3 separate regions of the Mus musculus genome follow, and regions 1 and 2 are each linked to region 3. Evidence: chromatin contacts called from public promoter capture Hi-C data. All regions are on one chromosome and are shown on one strand. Each heading gives the region's core, a stretch centred on a gene start, on an enhancer-like site or on the middle of the called end of the contact. The rest is flanking DNA. Distances are from core to core; before and after follow the strand shown.

Evidence for each region. Promoter capture Hi-C pulls out the DNA fragments that hold promoters and counts their contacts.
Region 1: a promoter capture Hi-C map of neural stem cells shows a contact between it and region 3. The contact joins the enhancer-like site here to the promoter of Otog in region 3. A contact is called at or near these places in 6 of 39 promoter capture datasets (the 3T3-L1 cell line, the C10 cell line, cranial neural crest and 3 more).
Region 2: a contact with region 3 is called in a promoter capture Hi-C map of embryonic stem cells, with 2.9 times the contacts expected there. The contact joins the enhancer-like site here to the promoter of Otog in region 3. A contact is called at or near these places in 19 of 39 promoter capture datasets (the 3T3-L1 cell line, 3T3-L1-derived adipocytes, the C10 cell line and 12 more), 7 of 115 datasets of contacts at active chromatin or transcription factors (bone marrow-derived macrophages, embryonic stem cells, epiblast stem cells and 3 more) and 3 of 9 other capture datasets (adipose tissue, embryonic stem cells and liver).

The regions. Positions count from the first base shown.
Region 1 is chr7:46,674,635-46,677,334 of GRCm38.p6, reverse strand. No RefSeq gene overlaps it. Among named protein-coding and RNA genes, the nearest start is that of Tph1, 8.6 kb to the right of the region's middle. Within about 2 kb of position 1,259, at least 27 of the 459 cell types and tissues checked have an H3K27ac peak or open chromatin away from gene starts, as enhancers often do. A contact at or near this core is called in neural stem cells, where this site is marked.
Region 2 is chr7:46,605,762-46,608,498 of GRCm38.p6, reverse strand. The region is part of intron 8 of Sergef (secretion regulating guanine nucleotide exchange factor); the gene reads left to right. Among named protein-coding and RNA genes, the nearest start is that of Sergef, 33 kb to the left of the region's middle. Within about 2 kb of position 1,283, at least 138 of the 459 cell types and tissues checked have an H3K27ac peak or open chromatin away from gene starts, as enhancers often do. A contact at or near this core is called in the HPC-7 cell line, bone marrow-derived macrophages, embryonic stem cells and 5 more, where this site is marked.
Region 3 is chr7:46,239,656-46,242,524 of GRCm38.p6, reverse strand. Otog (otogelin) reads right to left here and starts at 1,538. Exons shown (of 56, transcript NM_013624.2): 1 at 1,406-1,538; 2 at 955-1,015; 3 at 753-813. The coding sequence starts at 1,496.

The DNA.
Region 1 (2,700 bases), core at 10-2,509, 440 kb before region 3:
CAAGGAAGGGAGATTGTCTCACTTTCCTCTCCCCCCTGGCCCCATGTAGACTCAGTGATACTGTTTTCTAAAAGGTTCTCTTCAGAGATCATTAAATTAGACAAATGGTCCAGGCTTTGTGCTCAGTGGCCCCAGCAAACCCTGTTTGACTTGCTTGGAGGAAGGTTTGGCAGCCATGAATGAGACGGTGATAAGGCCTCGGTACACAGCACAGAGCAAACAAGACTGCAGACACTGGGGTCAGCAGCCATCGATTCTCATAGGGTAACCTCTCCCATCCTAAAAGCCCAGACAACCACTTTCCTGATGATTCCTAACAATGCTGAGCACTGTCCTTCCCTGGGCAGAGAAAGACACATTCTCCATCTGTTTTGTTCATCTGGGCAGAGAGCCACATCTCCCTTCTGTCCAGTAAGGGCACCCTTCTTACTGTCTGCTAACCAAATGGGGCATCCTAAAGCATTCGACTTGGCTCTTCCAAGTGGAACTGAGTCCTTAAAATTCGTTAGAAGATTTATTTATTTTTATTTTATGTGTGTGTGTGTTTTTCTTGTGTGTATGTCTGTGCACTGTGTATGTGCCTGGAACCTGACTAGGCCAGAAGAGGACATTGGATCCCCCTGGAACTGGAGTTGCAGATGGCTGTGAGCCACCACGTAAATGTGCGGAATTGAATTCGGATCCTCTGGGAAGAGCAGCCAGTACTCTTAACTCCAGTCCCTTAAGTACTTTTATAATAACTATCTTAGTAAAGTTGGGGGGGGGCTCTGTAAGATTCAAGACACATCCCTCATACCCCCACAAAACTAAAAGTGAAGTAATTCTTTGTGTTCTTTAGTCTGATGTTTGAAGCACACTGAGACAAAGAGTTTCCTGGGCTAGGGGGAGGCCTTGGGTTCTGCCTCCCCACCCATGTGTCTTTAGACAAATGCCAAAGCACAGCTTTGTCATGGCCCACACTAACTAGGCTAACTTCTCAGTGAGTATGAGATGACCCTCAGTCAGGGGGTTTGAGGTGATGGAGCAGAGATACTCATGTGGTTTTCAGTTATATATATTTTTAAACTACTGAGAAATGAGGTGGATTTAAAATGAAGCATGCACAGCACCACATTTACACAAACGTGTCCCCAGCTCTTCCCAGAAAGCCCTGAGGTGTTATCTGCCCCGAGAGCTTGCTGAAGGCATCATGTGAGTTTACCGTACTGGCCTGTGTGTTTGGTAGCACAGGAGAGATTTGCATCTTGTCTCTGGTGTCTAAGCACATTCGTGTCTAGCTCTCCCCAGAAATCCCCGGGTGTTATCAGACACAGGCCCAAAGCATCATGTGAGGGTGATAGTCTTTTCAGGGTGGGGACTTGGTAGATTTGGATCTTGAGGACTCCAGAGAGTTTGTCTCGGCCTGACTTCTCCCATTAACCGCGTTTCCTCTTCAAGTTAATGTCTAGTTGAATCGGACAGGGCTTGGAGCATCTGTGGTGGTTTCTGTGAAAGCGTGTCTGCTCTGTGCTCAGACCTTCCTGGTGACGAGCAATGAGGAAAGTCTTGTGTCACCGCACCCCTCATTTCTCTCACATACACATGTGCTGATTGTATTCTTTCTGAACAAACACATATGGAATTATTGTTAGCTTGAGCTTCGTCTCTCACAGGACGTGCTGGCACCTGGGCCTTCTCAATGAAGGGATCTTTTGTATGTTTTGTTTTCTGCAATAGTCATTTTTTATCTGAATAGATGTTTTTCCCTTAATTTTCAATACAAATCACATTTTAATATTAAAAATACTTTTCTTGAACCCAATTCTCAATACTGCATGGATACTGGACTCTCAGTCTCTCTGTAGCATGGCATTAAATGCTCATCAGTGAGCTACAGAGGTGGCTCAGCAGCAGTGGCTGCTCCTGCAGAGGACCCAGGTTCGGTTCCCAGCACCCACATAGCTGCTCACAACCATCTCTAATGCAGTTCCAGGGAATCTGATGGCGTCTTTTGGCCTCCACATGCATGCAGTTGGTGCACAGACATAAATGTAGACAAGCATCCATCTGTTCATAGGATCTTTAAAAAAAAACTGACTAGATCAGCCTGAGAACGGCCTCCTGCATCTGACCGATGCGTGGCAAGCTGCCACAGTGTGCTCTCTGCACACCCACACTCTGTTGTTGAATAACTCGGCGCTCAAAACTCAGCAGGGCTTTTGCTGTGGACTAGAGTGAATGATGGGAAATTCATAAAGTATCAATAAAAAGTTATAAAAAAATCAGCATATATGGGGGAGAGGGGCCTGAGAAACTCCCACCCTGAGTTGCTTTTGCCAGTGGTGGCTGGTAGGGCAGCGGGAGTGCAGCAGTGGTGGCTGGTAGGGCAGTGGGAGTGCAGTCCGCCTGTGCTCCAGTGGATGACCCCACACTCATGGTTTATGAGCAGCATCATAGGACTCTGTGTTGTTTAAAAAGAAGAGGATATCAGGTTGGAAGATGTGTTGGGGGCTGGAGGCGATCTGAGTGGAGGGTGGATCTGCTAAGATACATTGTATACATGTAAGAAACTAGAAACAAAATAAAACAAAACAAAAAAATCACTACCACCACAACAATTATTCCACAACAACAACCGCCCCCCCCAAACCCAACCCAAAACTTATTTGGGGATTTATCTCATTAGTCAGAACTTGCCTGACAAGTGTGGGACCCTGGGTT
Region 2 (2,737 bases), core at 34-2,533, 370 kb before region 3:
ATTCTGTGACAATAAAACTGGCTTAAGAAGTAATCAGGATCGATATATGTGTTCAGACAGTGATTGTCATGCCATGCACAGCTGCCTGATTTCTAATGACAGAAACCAATGAAACAAAGGGGGGTGGGTTGAAAGAACTCAGGCACAGTCACATGCTGGAGCGTCACACTGCCATTCAGAGGCGCGCTCAGGAGACTTAATGCTACAGGGATAGCCTCGCACGGTACTTTCTAATTCTCAGCTAATGTTATAAAAAGATTAGGAAGAAATATACCAGAATATTACCTCTGATAGGTCTGATTAAAGTGCATTTTATTTTCTATGCTAGCAAGGCAAGACTCTTAAAAACTCTCTGGCTCCCCCTTCATTCGTGTGGCCAGTCAGAGGTTGTAGATATTATTCTTTTTAAATTTTACTTTATTTATTATGTGTGCTGAGGGGCAGGGGGAATGCACACGTGGATGGACAGATCTTCCGGTCTGATGGTAGCCTTCGTAAGGCTATTTCAAAAGGAAAGTGAAAATGGCTTACTCTTTCAGGCCAGGACATGATCCCCTTTTAGTGAGTGAGCGCAGCGTGGATGCCCTTGACGAGTCTCCTCCCTGGACCTCAGTTGAGAGGTCACATGGAGAAGAGGCAAGAGGCTGTAGCAGGAGGCGGGAAAAGTGGGCTCTATTTTTGGCTCAGTCATGAGTCAGCTTGATCAGCTTGGGCTCCTTTGGGCATCCGTGAGCCTTTGTTTCCTCATCTGCAGAGGGGACTTGAAAGTCATGAAAGGTCTTGATGCTCCAGAGTGCATCTGTTCCCAAGGACAGAGGGTTCCTTCACTCTTGTGGGGACAGCTGAGGGGCTGAGCCGGTCGACTCTGTCTTCCTTGGAGTTAGGTACTTTTGGCTAAAGGCCAGTGCAGGGTGGGATTGAGTGGGAGCATGGCTAGCTAGCCAAGCTGGGAGGGGGAAATTGACTTCATCTGGCCACTAGAGGGCAGCATTGTTTGATTACATTCCCTTGAGGAGCCTTGGCTTGCGTGCAGGATTCAGAGTCTAGCATTTTAAAGGAAAAAGGACTTTGGAACACACCCTACAAAACATCAATAAATACATAGCAGATGTGAGATGACAGAGGGAAGGATGGCAGAGTGGTCTGCGTAAAGCCACACGTTGCTTTTTTTTTTTTTTGGCCCTGCATTACGTAGCACAGAAGATGGCTGCAGACAGAGCCAAGGGTATGATATGTGGGCCCTATAAAGAGCAGGCATGTGGTTGAGCGCAGGAAGTCAGGCTCCTGCCTGTAGTGTGTGGTGGAGCGCAGGAAGTACGCATGCATGCATGGCTGCCCCTGTCTTCACCCATCTGATGACTGCGTAGATTAAAACCTAGCTTGTGCTGGCTCCTGGGGCTGTCTCCTGCAGATGTTCTTGCTACCTGCCCTCCAAGGTCCGAGGATGGCAAAGCTTTCCAGCAAGCCTTCCAGCTGGTGCCCAAGCTGTTTGAGTTCGTAACTATTTTCCTGGCTTTGCAAGAAGTGTTTGCAACATTGTGTTCCCACCTTCTGGAGGCTTCCTTTCCTCAGCCCTGGGCTAACTTTAGTTTTGATCTGCAAGTGCCCACTTACCTTAAACATTGTGGTAAAGTAAAATTGTGTACTGTCCTGGGAGCCTGGCAGCTAGGCAACCTTGGGCAGGCCACTTCCTCCCAGTGAGCTCAGTCTCCTACTGCAGCTGCGTCATCTTCGCTAGAGGCGAAAACCTGGCATTGTTTTCTTTTTGTTGTTGTTGTGTTTGGCAATGGATACCCATTGATCTGTGGCCTGGAACAGTGCAGGGTGTGTCCGGCGGTGAAGGAAGAGCCACCTTTAGAGTAGGTACATTCACCCATGGGGCATGCCCAGTGCTTGCCTAAAGCCAAGGGCAGCAGGGTCTGCCCACCACCAGATGGCAGCAATGGGCAGGCAGACAGCCTTGGGGACAAGGTGTGTGTGTGTGTGTGTGTGTGTGTGTGTGTACAGCATTTAGAGTAAGAATTAGCAAGGTCAGAGCTGAAGGGATCTCAAATCCTCGCTGGGCTTTGCTCATGAGATGAGCTGAGGTTGGCTCTTTAGCTGGCTGTCCTATGGGAGAGCCGGAGATTGGGGTCTGAGCTAGAAACAGTGGGGAACAGCAGAGATGCACATTTCTTTGGCTGTCTTGATTCCCACCCACCTACACACAGCATGGGCAAAGGGCTCTGTTTTGACCAGGACCTCCCCTCATTAGTTCTCCTTGAGGTCAAGGCTTCCAAAGCCTTGCTGGAGACAGGCTGAAGAGAGTAACATCCAAGGTTGGAGTAGGGGACCGGTGTTTGCCAGGCACCCGTCATATATCAGCACTCTGCCCAGTTCTGGTTTGTCACATACAGATTCCTCGTAGTGTCCTGAGCTAGGATCCCTTGCCCCTGCACTCCACATGCAGTCCAGGGCTTAGCAGGGTTGAGCGGCCTTTTCAAAATAGCATAGATACTTAAGAAACAACGTGGACCTGTGAGCCCCCCCCCCACCCCGGTCTGGTCTCACCTCTCACCACATTATTTCCCCTCCCTGTGACCTCACTGGGTGTGTAGCAAGTGGCTGTCTTACTTTAGATGGACCGGGTAGCTTAGAAATAACAGAACCTTATTTCCCACAGTCCAGAGTCTAGGAAGTGTTACCAAAGTGCTGGCAGTTCCTCTCTGAGTCTACTCTCCTGGCTCATAGGCAGCCA
Region 3 (2,869 bases), core at 289-2,788:
TGTCTGAACAAGTGTGTGTGTGTATTGTGTGTCTGAACAAGTATGTGTGTTTGAGTGTGTGTATGTGAGCGTGTATGTATGTGTGTGTGTGAGTGTGTGAGTATGTATTGTGTGTCTGAGCAAGTATGTGTGTATGAGTATGTGTGTGAGTGTGTATGTATGAGTGGGTATGTGTGAGTGCATATGTGCATGTGTCTGAGCATATATATCTATGTATCTGAGCGTGTGTGTGTGTGTGAGAGAGAGAGAGAGAGTGTGTGTGTGTGCACGCGCGTATGATAGTGTCTGTGTGCACTTGTGAGAGTGTGCAGGTCAGAGGACAATCTTAAGTACTCTTCCTCAGGCCCCACCCACACTACCCAGATCTGCCTCTCAGAGTAGCCTTCCTGTGGCAGTGCATAGGGTACAGAGAGGGCCTTTGATAGGATTTCCAGCTTCACAAGTAAGACTGAGAAGAGAATTCCACTCTCCTAAGCCCTCACCTGCCTGCTCTCCTCTGGGCTGGGGAGGACTCAGCTTTCTCCTGAAAGGGGAGATGCCTGCCTCTCCTAAAAAGAAATACTAGGGACCCAAGAGACTAGAAAAATGGGGACAGAGGGATGTCATGAATTTACACACTCAGACACGCACCAGAGTGTTCGCTCCTCTCCACATGACCCCTGAGAAAATCTTCTATTATCTCAGGCCCAGAGGAAGTCCCTTGCCTGGGGACATGCCCTTCTGCCCCACCCCCACCCCCGGGCATCTCTTACCTGGCCTTCCATAACTGTTGTGACATCCTCCACTGCAAGGGACATCTCCTGGTATGTGTGGCTAGATGAGAAATGAGCTTGGCATATGTAAGGAGTTAGGAGCGGCCTTGCTTCCACTCACCCCAAAGCCCAGCCCTCCCGATACACTAAGCTCCTGGGTTCTTGTGTGCATGAAGGGACCATGGGTGAGGCAGTGACTTACCTGGGCTCAGGAGCAGGCTCCTGTTGCAGCTCTGCACTGATTTTCCATGTGAGTGCTGAGGCTAGGGAGGGACCATATTCTCCACACCAGGTAAGACCCCCTTTGCTGGGGGCTCCCACTGTATTCTCCCACTGGGCACCCACCCCACCCTCACCCCAACCCACCCCCATTTTCTGAAGCCCTTTCTTTCTCCAGCTCTCGGGACCCTTCCAGAGAAGGTTTCCTTCCTTCCACCCCTTGGACCTTTGGACCTCAGTTGTCTCTAGTTCTCCATCTCTTCTCAACTACCTTATCTGGGTCCCAGGCCTGGCTGTCTAGATGTCTTCCTCCCCTCTCACAGGTCTCTGCCCTTTCTCACACACCTTCTTTCTCTTCTCTACAACCCGGCCCAGACCTGTTCGCTTAAACATTTTCCCAGCCCCAGATTCCCCCGGTTCATAACCCGTCTCACCCTGGTGCTGCACCTCTGCAGTGGACTCAACCCTAAGTAGACAAAAGCAAGAGAGAAGAAGCAAGCATCGTCTGGGCATGCGGGCTCCCATCAGGGTGCCAGGCAATCAGAGAGCCTGGCCCAGGGCTCTGCTCCTAGGTGGGTCACACCTCCACTGGTGGCTGCAATCCTGGGCAATCTTGCCCTCTCCCTTAGGCCCTCCTCTCAGGCTCTTGACTCCTCCCCAGGCTAGGGTGACAGGCCTGCCCAGCTCATTACCATAAGTTGAGAACCAGGCTACAGACCAGTCTTTGTCCTTCTATGCCTTTGTAACTACCCTTCCCCAGGGAAGGCCTCTGGGGGAGCAATGAGACAAGCTGGGCAGACTCCAATTCCCTCACCTGGGTCCTAGAAGCCCCTTCCACTGGAGAGCAGACATTTCACTACTTGCCTCTCTCCTTTTACAGAGGCCCACTCCTCCGAGGCCTGGGAAGAGCCACTCAGCAGTTAGAGACTGGGCTCAATCTGCAGAGAGGTTGTCTGTGTGTCCATAGCCCCCCACCCCCTGGCTTCATCTGGGCCCCAAGTCCCCATCCTCTGTTCAGTAAGAGCTTGGATGGGCAAGGCCTTAGTCCACAGTCTTGCCGGGAAATACTGTGTGAAGGACCAAGATGCTTGGCTGTTCCCATCAAAGCCAGAGTGGTGACAAGTTGGGTTTTATGAACAAGAGGTACTTCCAGGAAGAACGGGCTTCTCACAAGCCCCAGGGTAGGGCTAGAACTTGGGATGCACACATTCATTTAGCAGATTTGTTGAGAGTCTGTTTTGTGCCACCTACTGTTCTAAACATATGGTGGGCAAGCTGGCCTCTCGAAGACACTGGCTGAGAGTCAAGGAGAGCGTCCTGCAGAACACAGGGTGGTCTCAGAGTAGAGACATTTGTGGGAAAGGAACCCACACCCAGTGCCACACCAAAAAATCAAATGGGAAGTCATTTTTAAAGGATGGCTATGGTGCCAGGAAAGAGGGGTTGAGTGGCTATGGGCTGCGTTCTTCTGGGTAAGGACATTCCCCCTCCCCGGGTTCTAAATATGAAACCAACAGCCATGTGATATACTTTGGAAATTCAGAAGTGGCTAGAGAAGTGGCTCAGTAGTTAAAAGGACTTGTTGCTCTTGCAGAGCATGGGGGTTCTGTTCCCAGCATTCACATTGCATACAACTGTTTATAATTCTAATGCCAGGAACCCTCTTCACAGCCTTCACAGCAGCAGACATGCACACTGTGTGTGTGTGGTTGTGTGTGTGTGTGTGTGTGTGTGTGTGTGTGTGTGTGCAAGCAAACATTCATACGCAAAAATAAAAATAAACTTCAAAAAAGAGAAGAAAAGGGGTTGGAGAGATGGCTCAGTGGTTAAGAACACCGACTGCTCTTCCAGAGGTCCCGAGTTCAAGTCCCAGCAACCACATGGTGGCTTGCAACCAT